Regions from separate parts of the Alosa sapidissima genome. Here region 1 is linked to region 2. Evidence: chromatin contacts called from public Hi-C data. All regions are on one chromosome and are shown on one strand. Each heading gives the region's core, a stretch centred on a gene start, on an enhancer-like site or on the middle of the called end of the contact. The rest is flanking DNA. Distances are from core to core; before and after follow the strand shown.

What was found. Hi-C and Micro-C count contacts between places; a contact is called where the count stands out from the background.
Region 1: a contact with region 2 is called in a Hi-C map of muscle, with 3 times the contacts expected there. The contact joins the promoter of adamts17 here to the promoter of mthfs in region 2. A contact is called at or near these places in 2 of 2 Hi-C or Micro-C datasets (both in muscle).

What each region holds. Positions count from the first base shown.
Region 1 is chr14:18,632,620-18,638,666 of fAloSap1.pri, forward strand. It overlaps adamts17 (A disintegrin and metalloproteinase with thrombospondin motifs 17), which reads right to left and starts at 3,559. Exons shown (of 23, transcript XM_042062347.1): 1 at 3,416-3,559; 2 at 2,510-2,868. The coding sequence starts at 3,488.
Region 2 is chr14:18,468,373-18,474,385 of fAloSap1.pri, forward strand. mthfs (5,10-methenyltetrahydrofolate synthetase (5-formyltetrahydrofolate cyclo-ligase)) reads left to right here and starts at 3,678. Exons shown (of 4, transcript XM_042061107.1): 1 at 3,678-3,760; 2 at 5,004-5,213; 3 at 5,953-6,013. The coding sequence starts at 5,103. It overlaps zfand6 (AN1-type zinc finger protein 6), which reads right to left and starts at 4,790. Exons shown (of 7, transcript XM_042061105.1): 1 at 4,302-4,790.

The DNA.
Region 1 (6,047 bases), core at 2,309-4,808, 160 kb after region 2:
TGGCAACAGCTTAGAAAAAAAGAGTGTTATTTCATCTCCAATGTTTCGCCAGTCACACTGAAATAATAATGGGATTTCCAAAAAAAATCTGAAAAATAAAGGCCACACGATGCTAGTTTCCCTTGACATTAATCAATCAAAACTTTTTAAAATCACACTTATCAGAACACTTAGCAGAGCTGCTCTGATTCCTCACACACTGTCAACCTCCGAAGGAATGGAAGATCTAGACTGCAGTCATGAGTGACATGTCTTGGCACTCGGTGACACACACCCCACACCAGCAGAGGAGCCCCCCCCCCCCCCCCCCAGCTCCATCTCTGCGCAGACTTGACTAAATAAATGTCAGAGTGCCTGGGGAAAAGCCGAGCATGAGATTGGTCTCTTTCCTTTCCCCGGGCCCCAGGCACTTCGCCCGTGGGCAAAGCCCAATCACTCAGCCAGGAAATCTATTTAAATAAATGAACCAACTGTCTCGGTGCAGTCAACAATGGTTGCCATGCAGTCACTTCTCAGGTCACCGCGGGGACATGCTGGGATTAAAAAAACTCGACAACAATCAAAAGCATCTGTATAAATACATGCAATTTCCACTCGAAGACAATCCCAACCTCCAAATAGGCTGCCTAGCACAGACTGTGAGGGTGAATGGTCTTTGGGTGAATAAGAGATAATGACAAAGACGGTACAAAAGCGGACTCCTGTTGCATAATAACTAGCATTAACCTGTAGCACACTACACGACTCAGACAAAACACACATTTCTCACAGATGAGAAGTGTCCAGATGCAGTGTGGAGTATTAGTACCTAAGTGAGCAAACACTACTTAACATCATTGATGGAGCTGGACTTGCGGTCATGAAATAGAGTGGCCCGAGGTTAGACTAACCCTCCGAACAACAGGTGTGATAGCACGGTTTTCGGTTGCCGAGTGACTACTAAGAAGACATTGTCTGGAATCCTCCTGAGTCAGGCAATTAGGCCCCACTTAGTCGCCAGCCTTCTCTGCTGAAAGTGCCCGCAGACACGCATACGATCAGATTGGGCCTTCCCCCCAACGGAGCTCAGCTATGAGGGGTTTTGTTTGAACTGAGCGTCAGCCAAATACAACCAAGTGATTTAACAGCACAAATAAAACTGTCTCTAAGTGCCACCGTTGTGATTCACAGGTCACGCTTCAACTGTTCTCAATTCTGACCTACATTTCATTCCATTGGGCAAGTGACCAAGGTGAAAACGGCAGGTGGTATCCTCGGAGCCTGATAAGTAACAGTATAAGTACAGATAGCTATGAATCAACCGAGACCAAACTCACAGTGGGTATTCAGATTGCTTGAGGAGGCTGCGCACATCTGAGACTGCAGCTGAGCCTGTGCCACAGTGTGAGTGATCGTGACTTGGTGCACTTCCAGACAGACAGGAATACAATTTCTACAAGCATCATGACCTCATTTTCCAGATAGTTATACTCTTCCCAGAGTGACTTTTGAAGGGAGAGAGGCTTTTGAGACATAGTAGGAGGCCACTGCTTTAAAGCTGAAATAATACGGTCTTTCACCGTCCAAACTAAAGGCGCAGGCTCTCACACGGCGTGCGAGATGCGTGAATGGAAGTGACAGTCTCGCCTGACAGTACTGTACCGCAACACATTCTAGCGCAATTCCAGTCCAGCACACCACGGGAATTCCAAAACACAAGCCAAGAAGGAGACAAATAACTCACAACTCAATTGTCTGATCATCCACACAACGTCCACACAAACGAGAAGCTGGGAAGGACCAGATTTAGGGGGTTTTGCGGGAGGGGGGGCGCGGGGGGGGGGGGGAAATGACTGAATAGAAGGAGGTGGGCAGAGCAACCCTATCCTCACCCTGACTTCTTAACTCTCCTTGAGCAGGACCCAACAAATCAGCCGCCTGACTGCCTGTCCGTCTGTCACAATGGTGCTACTCATCCCCTTCAGCCGGGTTGACGGATTGGGCAGCGACAGCGAGGAGAATGCAGCGAGGGAGAAGGACTGACCTCAGCTTGGCCCTGAGCCAGCAGACGCTCGCTCGCTCGCTCTCACGCTCCCCTTGGGGAGGAGAGAGGACATCCAACTCACCCCCACCGTCCGCCGCTGCCGTGGCAGTCTAGCCAAACATCAGCCACACCGCTGTACACAGCAAGGCCAAGACCTGCGCATCTCTGGTCAGACTGACTAAATCTAGGTCAGTGTGACACCTTTTCTGTGTCAGATGTGCTACAAGTCTGTGTGTACGTGCAGAGCTTTGGTCTGTGTGTGTGTGTGTGTGTGTGTGTGTGTGCGCCTGTGCATGTACATGAACACATGCATTGTGCATCAACACCTTAAAGTTACACTTAGGACATTTTGACAGGACAAAATTCACACTTACGCAAGATTCTGGACCCTCCACCCCACCCACACACACACGTCCATCCCATGCAATGTGGCTCGTCACACACAACTCAACACTGGGCAGACCACATGAACGCAAGTGTATTTACCAGACCACCACACGTGCTGACAGACGCGAAGGAGTTGGTGTGGTTGAGGACTGATCCGGTGTAGAAGCAGCCCCGGCTCGTCTCCAGGGCGGGCGCCTGCCGTACGGTGGTCCCATCCTCCGCACGCTCTTCCACGACAAAGCCATCGGATATAAAGGAGTCGTCCCTTCGGAGCTGCAGGTACAGCTCCTGTCCAAACGCCGGCAAGGAGAGGAACAAGTTGTCCCGCAGACTTGTTGGATGTTGGACTGAACGCTGGCTCCTGAGCCCACTCCGCCCCAGTGCTTCCTGCAGAAGGTGAACCTCCTCTCCGTTTAACTCATAGGGGACCACCAGATCTGTCTCAGACCCAGACTGTGCTGTGGAGGGGGGGAGGGGGAGGGGAAGGGAAGGGGAAGAAGGGGCCAAGGCAGAAGACAAAACAACCTAGTTTGTTTGTGGGGGGGGGGAAACGTGGATGAAAATATGATGATCTGTTGCCAGCAAAATTTCTAAGCAGTGGTTTTGGAGTAACTTTCCCTGTATGAGTGATGCATCTTTACTGCAGTGTGCAAGCAACCCTGGCTGCTTTTCACTTATGTTTGACAAAAAAAACAACGCTTTGGGTTACCAAATCTTAGGGTGATCCTGGAGGAAAACTGCTCATCGGACAGAGAAGTGGCTTAGTTTAAAATATTCACAGAAATAAACAGTCATGCCGGCCGGTCACAGCGCAGTCTGTTCACTGACTCTGAAGCTGCCTGCACGTACAAGACTAGCAGGCTACAGGGAAAAATATCTCGTAACAAGTCGTAATAAAACAGTGATAGATTGTCTATTACTAATATTTGCATGCACGCAACATCAGGAAGATGTCTGATGCAGTTTCGTTACATATGCAGGTGTTACTATTGTGCTAAGCCTTACCTGCCATTGCCCTCAATCCGATGCATAGTAGCACTGAAGACACAATAAACTCAAGAGCATGGATGCCATGCATGTTAATGACTCGAAGGATTGAAAAGTGTGGAGGACGTGCGCGCTGGCAAAGCAAGTACGGTCTGAAGCGAAGTTCGCGAAAGTTTGGGAAATTAATCACACAACTGCAGGCAAACTGAACTTGAGGCAAGCGACACGCCTACCACTCTCGACACCTCCTCTTCGCCGCTCGGATTGGACTAGTTATTTTATGAAAACAGATCTGTGGTGCTCAATTCGACGTCGACACCATCAATCTCATTGGTGGGCTGAAACCGTACACGTGGTCTTTCAATGCTGCAAAGCGACCTTAGAACTAGGCTACAATCAATAGAAAATACAATGAACTCCTCAAACTCTTTGTTACAATGTAACGCACTCCGAAAGTAGCCTATTAATGATATAAGTTAGTTCATATTTTAGTAACTGCAATCCCCTTTTAAGTAGACTGTCGGAAATGGGATGGAAGTGGTTTGTCAGCAACGCGTGGGGACCTAATTACAGTGTTCATTCCGAAGCGAGTATCTTATGAATGCATCTTATTAGTGCGTAGTCAGTAAAAGCAATTTATCCCCGTGAAACTCTGTAAATGCATGCCAGAAAATATGGCAGAGCTCATTTTCTAAACTGTAGCCTAGTAGCTGATTGTGTCCTAATTGCAAGCAGCCAGACAATGATTTTAATTGCACCCAGACATGCTGCTCCTGGAGTCTACAGTAACTTTTAACCACCACACTGTGCTGTGTTTCAGGTTGCTCTGTGATGTTCTGTCTGCAGAGTATAGCCTACATGCGGCGGCTGCTGCCTTTTTCAACAATAGGAGTGTTTTATGGATTCCTCAGGGGGGTGGGGGCAGACAATCGCTTGCAGACGACCCCCCCCCCCAATCCCAACACTGCATCCGAAGTGAATGCTACTGCCACATGATATGGATTGCCGCATTTGCTATGCTTGCCAGCCAGTACGCAACTCCACAGTAACATAAACACTGCACTCTATTAAATTCTGCTGCAATTGCATCGGGTTTTCTGCTGCAATTGCTCCGGACAGTGTTTTATGGGGCAAATCAAAAGAAAGTGGATTACGCTATTGGACTGGCCTAGACTTGACAAACACTCAGGTTTGCTGTTTTCATACTGTAAACTCATATTTTTGGGCTGTGCCTATTACATGAATAGGCAGGTTTCTCCCCTTTTATCTTGTCCCTCTCAACATCTATAGCCTACTGTGACACTGACATCAGATGCCTTTGAGTAGGCTACAGTCTTGGGGGTCACTGCTCCCAGCATAACGTTGGACTATTTGAAGATGTGGGAGCTGTGTGCACTTTGCCTGGCTGGCCAGGTTCACATACAGTATGTGCATACTGGTCAGAATAAATGCATGACCGCCACATGCTACACTGTATAGCACAGTGGAGTCATGTGGCCAAGGAAGGAGATTATCAAGCGCTGCATTCTGGGTGATGTGGGAATGGCCGGCTGATGAATGCGCTGCCTGAATCGCCAGGCTTGAAAGCTGACAGCCCAGGCCCCATGAGGAAGTGACTTGAATGAAATTAAGCTCCCCTTTCTAACATGGGAATATGGGCTTGTGTAATCCTCCTCTATAGTGTGCATGGAGTCTGAATGGATCCTCAGTGATGTGTGCAGCCCTTTATGGGAGGGTCAAGGAAAAGGACTAATCCCATTTTGGTGGCTTTGATTTCTCACTTTCTTTGACGACGTTCCCCCAAGGACTTCTCAAACAACGGTGTGGGTAAAATGACATCAGAGGCTCAGGGGCGAGCTTGAGATGTAAGATTATACTTTTAAGATACAACAGTCAGAGAGATCTGCAGATTAATCAGTTGAGAGCCTTGTAGACCAAAAGGGAAATTCAGTGTCCCTGTGCAAGAGTTTGTGAGAAGGATTAAAAACAAAAATTGTGATTGATAGCTGACAGCCTTTTTCTGGATGACAAAGACAGCCTGGAAAAAAATCAGCGAGGAAGGAAGACATGCATTTCTTTTAGCTCCAGTCTGCTGCTGATTGCCTACTGAAAGTGTCCTGAAGAGACGAACACCTATAACAGACCAGACTGAATTGACATTTCTGTGGCAAATAGCTGACACACATTTGTCCTTATATGACACAAATGGCAATACCGAGACAAAGAGTGCAATACAGAAGAGAGGAAGGACATTTTAAGCACTGGCACCAAGTGAGAGGAGATATGCATGCATACTGTACCTGTCAGAACTGAGACAGGGCTGCTCCACCTTCCAGTCCTGAGTCAGGACTGTGGTGACAGAGTCCCCCTAGAGGTCAAAAGAGGCATAAGCCAGAAAAAAAAACAAGCCCAAGCTTTGTCAGCTTGATGGTGTTTTATGCCCCCAACGTTGTCCTCCAGGCAGCGCTGCCACCGCTGACTTAAAGGCAACCCAACCCAACCCTAACCCTAACCTTAACCCATGCCTAACCCTATTGCCTTCCAGGCAGCGCTGCCTTGAAGACAACGTTGGGGGCATATAACACCAAGAAACGGTTTGGCATCATGCAGAATGACCAAAGTAGGACTGGACAACTCATCTAACATGACT
Region 2 (6,013 bases), core at 2,428-4,927:
AGGATAACATGAAATGGTCTCCCAGGACAACTTGAGCTGAGCTGCACGCATCTGAAAGCAAGGCTTAGAAAACAAAACCATATTCAATATCTCCCCCCATTAATGCCTTCAACTTTTAGTCACAGGGGAACTAGTCCAGCCGTAGCCTTGACATAATCTCTGAAGGTCATCTTTGGTCAGAGAGAGAGAAAGTTGGAGGCTGCCAGAGAATCAATGAAAGAACACACTCTGCCACTGTGGGATGACCGCACCTGGAGACTGAAGTTCACAAAAGTTAGAGCGTTGTGACATGCTGGAAACAACGGCGAGGGGGAGGCAGCATAAACTGTTACATGGATTACAGGGCTAGATTACATAGATCAGGCTGGATTTGTCAAGCCTCTACTTCAGCGTAAAGAAGTACTTTCCTCTCTGAGTGGTGCCAACTTCAATCAAGATATGTATTAGTGCAGTCAGTGCTGTACTTTTGGAGATCAGCAAAAAATCTGTAGCTAATGTTTAATCTGGATTTATTCATCTCCAAAAGCATGAAGCTAAGAATATTCTTCATCAGCAACACTTCACCAAACCCTACACTGTTCCCGCAAAAGACTGACTGTTATTGGCCAGTCTGTACTTGCATGACCCCAACCTCAGGAGATCTCTTAAAGGTTATCAATTTTCAGTTTAACCTGCTACACCATAATAACAAGTTTGTCTTGATATTAGCTTCACAATTAACAAAAATAAATACCACGCAAGTTTGGGAACCAGGGCAGGCAAGAGAGCGAAAGAGTGAGCGTGCGCGCGAGAGAGAGACATCATCGCATTAAGATTTTTCTCATGCCAATTGAACCAAACCCATTTGGATCCATGCTGTGCAAAACAAACCAGAGAGAGCAGCCGAGCTAACATGATCATAAGCCCGTTATCAGTAGGTTGGGGGAGGGCACGGTAGAGGAGGCCTCACTGAGTCAATCTTTAATCTAAACTTCAAAACAGCTCTAATTGTTCCTGTAAAGAAAAAGTACATAAAAGCTGGATAAAAATGACTAAAATCTGTTTAATGATACAGAGGAAAAGAAAAGTGCCTATAGCCTACTCACTCATATATAAACACGAGTTGGCTACAGCTCCCCACACACACACACACACACACACACACACACACACACACACACACACACAAACAACATTTCCCAAACAGTATCACTGGTGAGTGTACTTAATGCCAACCAGAGCACACACTCACACACACACTCTATGCCAACCAGAGCACACACTCACACACACACTCACAATATGTAACGCCTCAATAACAATAAAATGTAGGACTGAGGGTGCTAAGTTAACTTCTGCAATGCTTCTTGTCTCTGCCTCTGGCATTGTGGCTGTGACACACGGCCAATTAAACAACATACTGATTAATGGCGCTGGCCGTAGGGTATGTAGAACAGGCTCCTTTTTGTCCCATATTGAATGTATGTAAAGTAAGCCTCTCTGCAGGCCAAATGCAGTCTACTGTAAAACCAGTGGGACTGGCCTGTAACAACCTTACAGACTTACAGGGCCAGTATGTAGCTACATAATAATTCCACACTTCTCGTTGTAAAAGTTTACCCAAAATTTGGTCATCATTACCCGTCATCATTCATGTTACTCATGCTTTCCCAGCTCTCACTTGTGTCATGAAAGAGTCTCATTGAGCAACACTTACACACAAATGTATCTCAACAGTGGTCTCAAAAGAAGACTCTGATTTAATCTATTCTGAGGAACTGCAGTCAATACCAGTAGGGAGCAAACAGAGCAAGCTCTGCAGCAGACCTGCTCCACCAACTTCTTCTTCAACATGAAACGATAACTGAATGAATAACTGACATGTAAATGTCCAATGAAAAACATCCTCCTCATCCTCTTCCTCACACCTTAAAGAAAACTACTCACATGATGATGTGGCAACTGAGCTTTGTAGCGAAGGTAGTCAAAATTAGATTATTATTTAGACAGTGCAGGTTCCTTTTCCTATTGCTTCAAAAGAGAATGGGCTCAGGCTTTAGAAATTTAGTGTACTAATTTAACCAATGTTTTACACAATAGTGCAGACTGCAAAGTAGGTACCGGTATGCTATCCATTGTTATTGGTATACTTGTTCCCAGGGTATTTAACTCTGTGTCTTTATGAAGGTAGGTATCCACAAGCAGACCTGCACAAACAGACAAATGCCAGAACTGCTTTCTATTCTAGTCCATAGTTTGGTTTTAGATGGAGCAGTGTATGAACTTGGACAGCTTACAACTTGGGTCAAAACAAACATGAATGGTTCACCCACTCTCAAAAGAGAGTACCTCACACTATTGTAACAGTAGGCCTTTAGAAACATTGTGTGGAATAAACAAAAGCCTAACCCTAACCCAAACCATCTGAACTCCAACCTTCTGGGGAGGACTAGGCCTAATGCTCCATATATCACCATAACCTATTATGGGTGAAAATGAATTAAGGATGTATGACAGCTAGGTATAGTTAGCCTAATTTATAATATCCTTGATTTTGAATCAGTATTAAAGCACCAAGTGTTCTGATAGGATACAGCTAGTGCAAAACCATAGATACTGATAGATATATTCAGTACACATAGTCTTTTTTTTTTTTTTTAAATGTAATAACCCAGATATTTTTCCAGATTACATAATTCAGACTACTTCAAAGCCGATACCAGGGAAATTGTAGGCTTGATAGATTCATTCTACTAATATTTCTTCATGTGATGCACATGTGTCACTTTATGTAAAGGACACTGACCTGTCAGTAGGGGGAAAGCTGAAGTTTCTGAGGTAACAAGCTGCCAGACAACACAAAGTGACAGCTCTGCAGGCAGCTTGATGTCAGACATAATTGTTTTCATTTACCCATCAAAAAATAACAAGCAGATCAGTAGTTCAATGGGTCATTCAAATGAGACAGCATGGGTCTTATTCCTCCTCCCACTGTGCATTCTTCTTCTTCTTATTAGTAGTATTATTATAGCCTACTGAATATGATTGAGGACATTGCACTATCGCACAGCCTTTAAAAATAGCTTTCACTACCCCCCTGTCTCATTTGCTAGGACTGGAGATATTTTCAGTAAACCAATTGACCTTTAACAAAACTAGCTTGTCTACACACCAAGCAATTGGGACTCAGATGAATGTTTCGATGCTTTCAACACCTTTACTTACATTATTATTACACAAATGTAAGAATATTCATGGTATGCTGTCGTGTTAGCGAAAACACTAGCTGTTGTATTCCTCTTGTATTTCCTGTCTAAACAGTGTCCTTTTGTTCAAATGTTTGAACCATTTTAAGATGAGAGAACATATTTAGACACCATCGAATGTCAGATAAGTGTCTATGCGGTCTTTCTACCTGCTCCCACGTGAAATAAATGTAACTTTGAATCCGACGTACCTCAAGATTGTCCCAAATCCCCCTTTGCTACACCTTTCTTTCTTCGTGTCTGTGCCACCAGATAAAGCCCGACATCATAAGCAGAAAATACCACCATCTAATTCTCAAAGTAAACACCTACTGTTCTGTCATTGGATGCGCGCCTATAATCACGCCCATTTCCACATCACCATTGAACAAACGTAAAGCCAATCACACATTCTTTTTTTCTTCAACATTTAAAAAGACATGACAATTGGAACACTGAGGTTAATCATATCAGGGGGGAACCAATGTTTCACGGCTACTGTAACAGCGTTCAGCAAAAGCAACAAATTAACCATTGTCAGGGATTAAGGCTACAAGACTTTGGTTCGAATTCTGTCAAACTTAGCTGCTAACGCATTTGTCGACAGCCATTTAAAGACATCTGTCGTGGTGTTAAGCTGGCTAAGCTAGTTTACCACCTCTGTCCGTCATGAAACAGGCTAACATTACCCAAAAACATCTGGTGACATCTAAAGTTATATGCCAATATTCGTACCCAGTGCGTCCTTTCAATAACCATCAAGTTATGAAAACATCTCTCTCACCAACCACACAGTTTAATTATGCGAACTTCCCCTTCGAGACTAGGCTACTGCAAATCCCTGACAGTATTGTAAAAAAAAAATACAATATTTGACGTTGAACTTCGATTTGAAAATTAAAATAATGATTTGCACATATCTGTCAAAGGTATGTTCATGACAAATAAGTAATTTCGTGTCCGATATATTTTATATAGGTCAGTTTTCCTGGAGGTTTCGGTGACACTGCCCAGAAGCAATTCAATAAGCTAATGCTAGCTTGCTAAGTAACTTCTTGACAAGTTGTCTCGACTTACCTCTCCGACGCCTGAATAGTTTAAGACGGCTTCTTCCAACTTTTTGAGGTGCTTAAAATTCGGAAAATATGTCTGTAGGTTTAAAGAATTTTGACGGAAACCGTATAGGGTGTTAGAGGGTGGTTGTTTTCCCTCTGCTCCCTACCCCCACCCAGAAACAGTCTGTTTGTTACTTTTTGTCACTCCAACCCCCACTGTAATCTTGACGATGACGCAATAAATGGACAGACAACGATTGTTTTGTTGAGCAATCATACGTCATGTTAAGACAATAACAATAATATGTTTACTTTGATCATATTATCAGTAATATTGTTTTATACAAATATGAGGAAATGAGATTCACATCTGATACATTTCGCGGTGTTCCTCTGAACCAAATAGTTTTTAGACTATATCATAAAGAATATTAGCCTACATCCTAACTTTTACTTGGGGCTCTACTACACTATTGTAGACCGGCGTCTAGCCTATAAATTAATACTTCGTCGCACAAGCGTCTTTCCCTGTTGATTACTAAAACGGAAGTACAGTAGAAAAACAGACGTAGGCTGAAAGACACGCCCACTGTGCTATCCAATGTGGTTATGAGGAGGAGGGGGGGTTAGACGAACATGTGGTAAGATCAGATACTAGCCTATGTGTTGATCAACCTCAGAGGCTGCTGTGTGAGCAGTGACATTGCATTAATCTTATGTCCAGTCTAGCCTCTTCTTCCACAGTCTAGCCTCTTCCATTTACATCCGGAGTTTCGGAGAGCTGACATCCACGACGGCGGCCCTTGGGGAGTTTGACAGCAGCATGGCCGCACTACGAGCAGCCAAGCAGGCTTTGAGAAAAGAAATAAAGAAACGGGTTGCCGCTTTGACTGATCAAGAGAAGGTTCGCCAGTCTCGTGTTGCCTCTCAAAAGGTAAAAATGGAAGAAGAAAGTCTCCACTTGCATGCATGTGCTGCAGCATTCGCTGCTCGTGACACTAATCAGGCTCCATAGCTGCAGCTGTCAAGTTTCTGACTGGGGCATGGTGATAGTTTTTCTTTTGCGTACACAAGGAACTTTTTTACAAAATCAATGCATTTAGATGTTACATTTCGTTGCACAATACAGTAGGCTAAATTGACAATTATGTCAATAAAGCTGTTTTTGAATATCCACCCATCCGCAAAGCGAACATTTAAAATCCTTTCCTTTTTCTGTTTTCTGTTGCATTTCGTGATGTTTGTTGATGTTTGTTGACCTGCTGAACTGTGGTAATTTGAACAAGCGATAATCTTCACATGCTTATGCTAACACATGTCATCACCATTAACAACATCATAACAACAATAATAACATTATTATTATTATTATATGCCTACACATTACAATAATACAAATAGTTGTAGGACTAGTTGTAGGCCTAGTAGTGGGCTTAGTAGCCTAATAGTAGTGGTATATTGGCCTCTTGACTATCAAGTCATTTAAGAAAGATTAATTTATTTGTAGTAAGAAACCATTAGTAGTGGACTCAACCATACAATTTGTTCAGTTTAAAGTGACATTAATCGATACCATTTAAAAACAATGTGCAGCTAAATAGATTAGCATTCAGTCTAGGCTAATAATATAAGAAAATGCTGACACAATTGTGACTATTTATCTGTGTCATTAGCTGTTCCGTCATCCAAAATACCACAGCAGTCAGCGGATCGCTGTGTTCCTGAGCATGCATG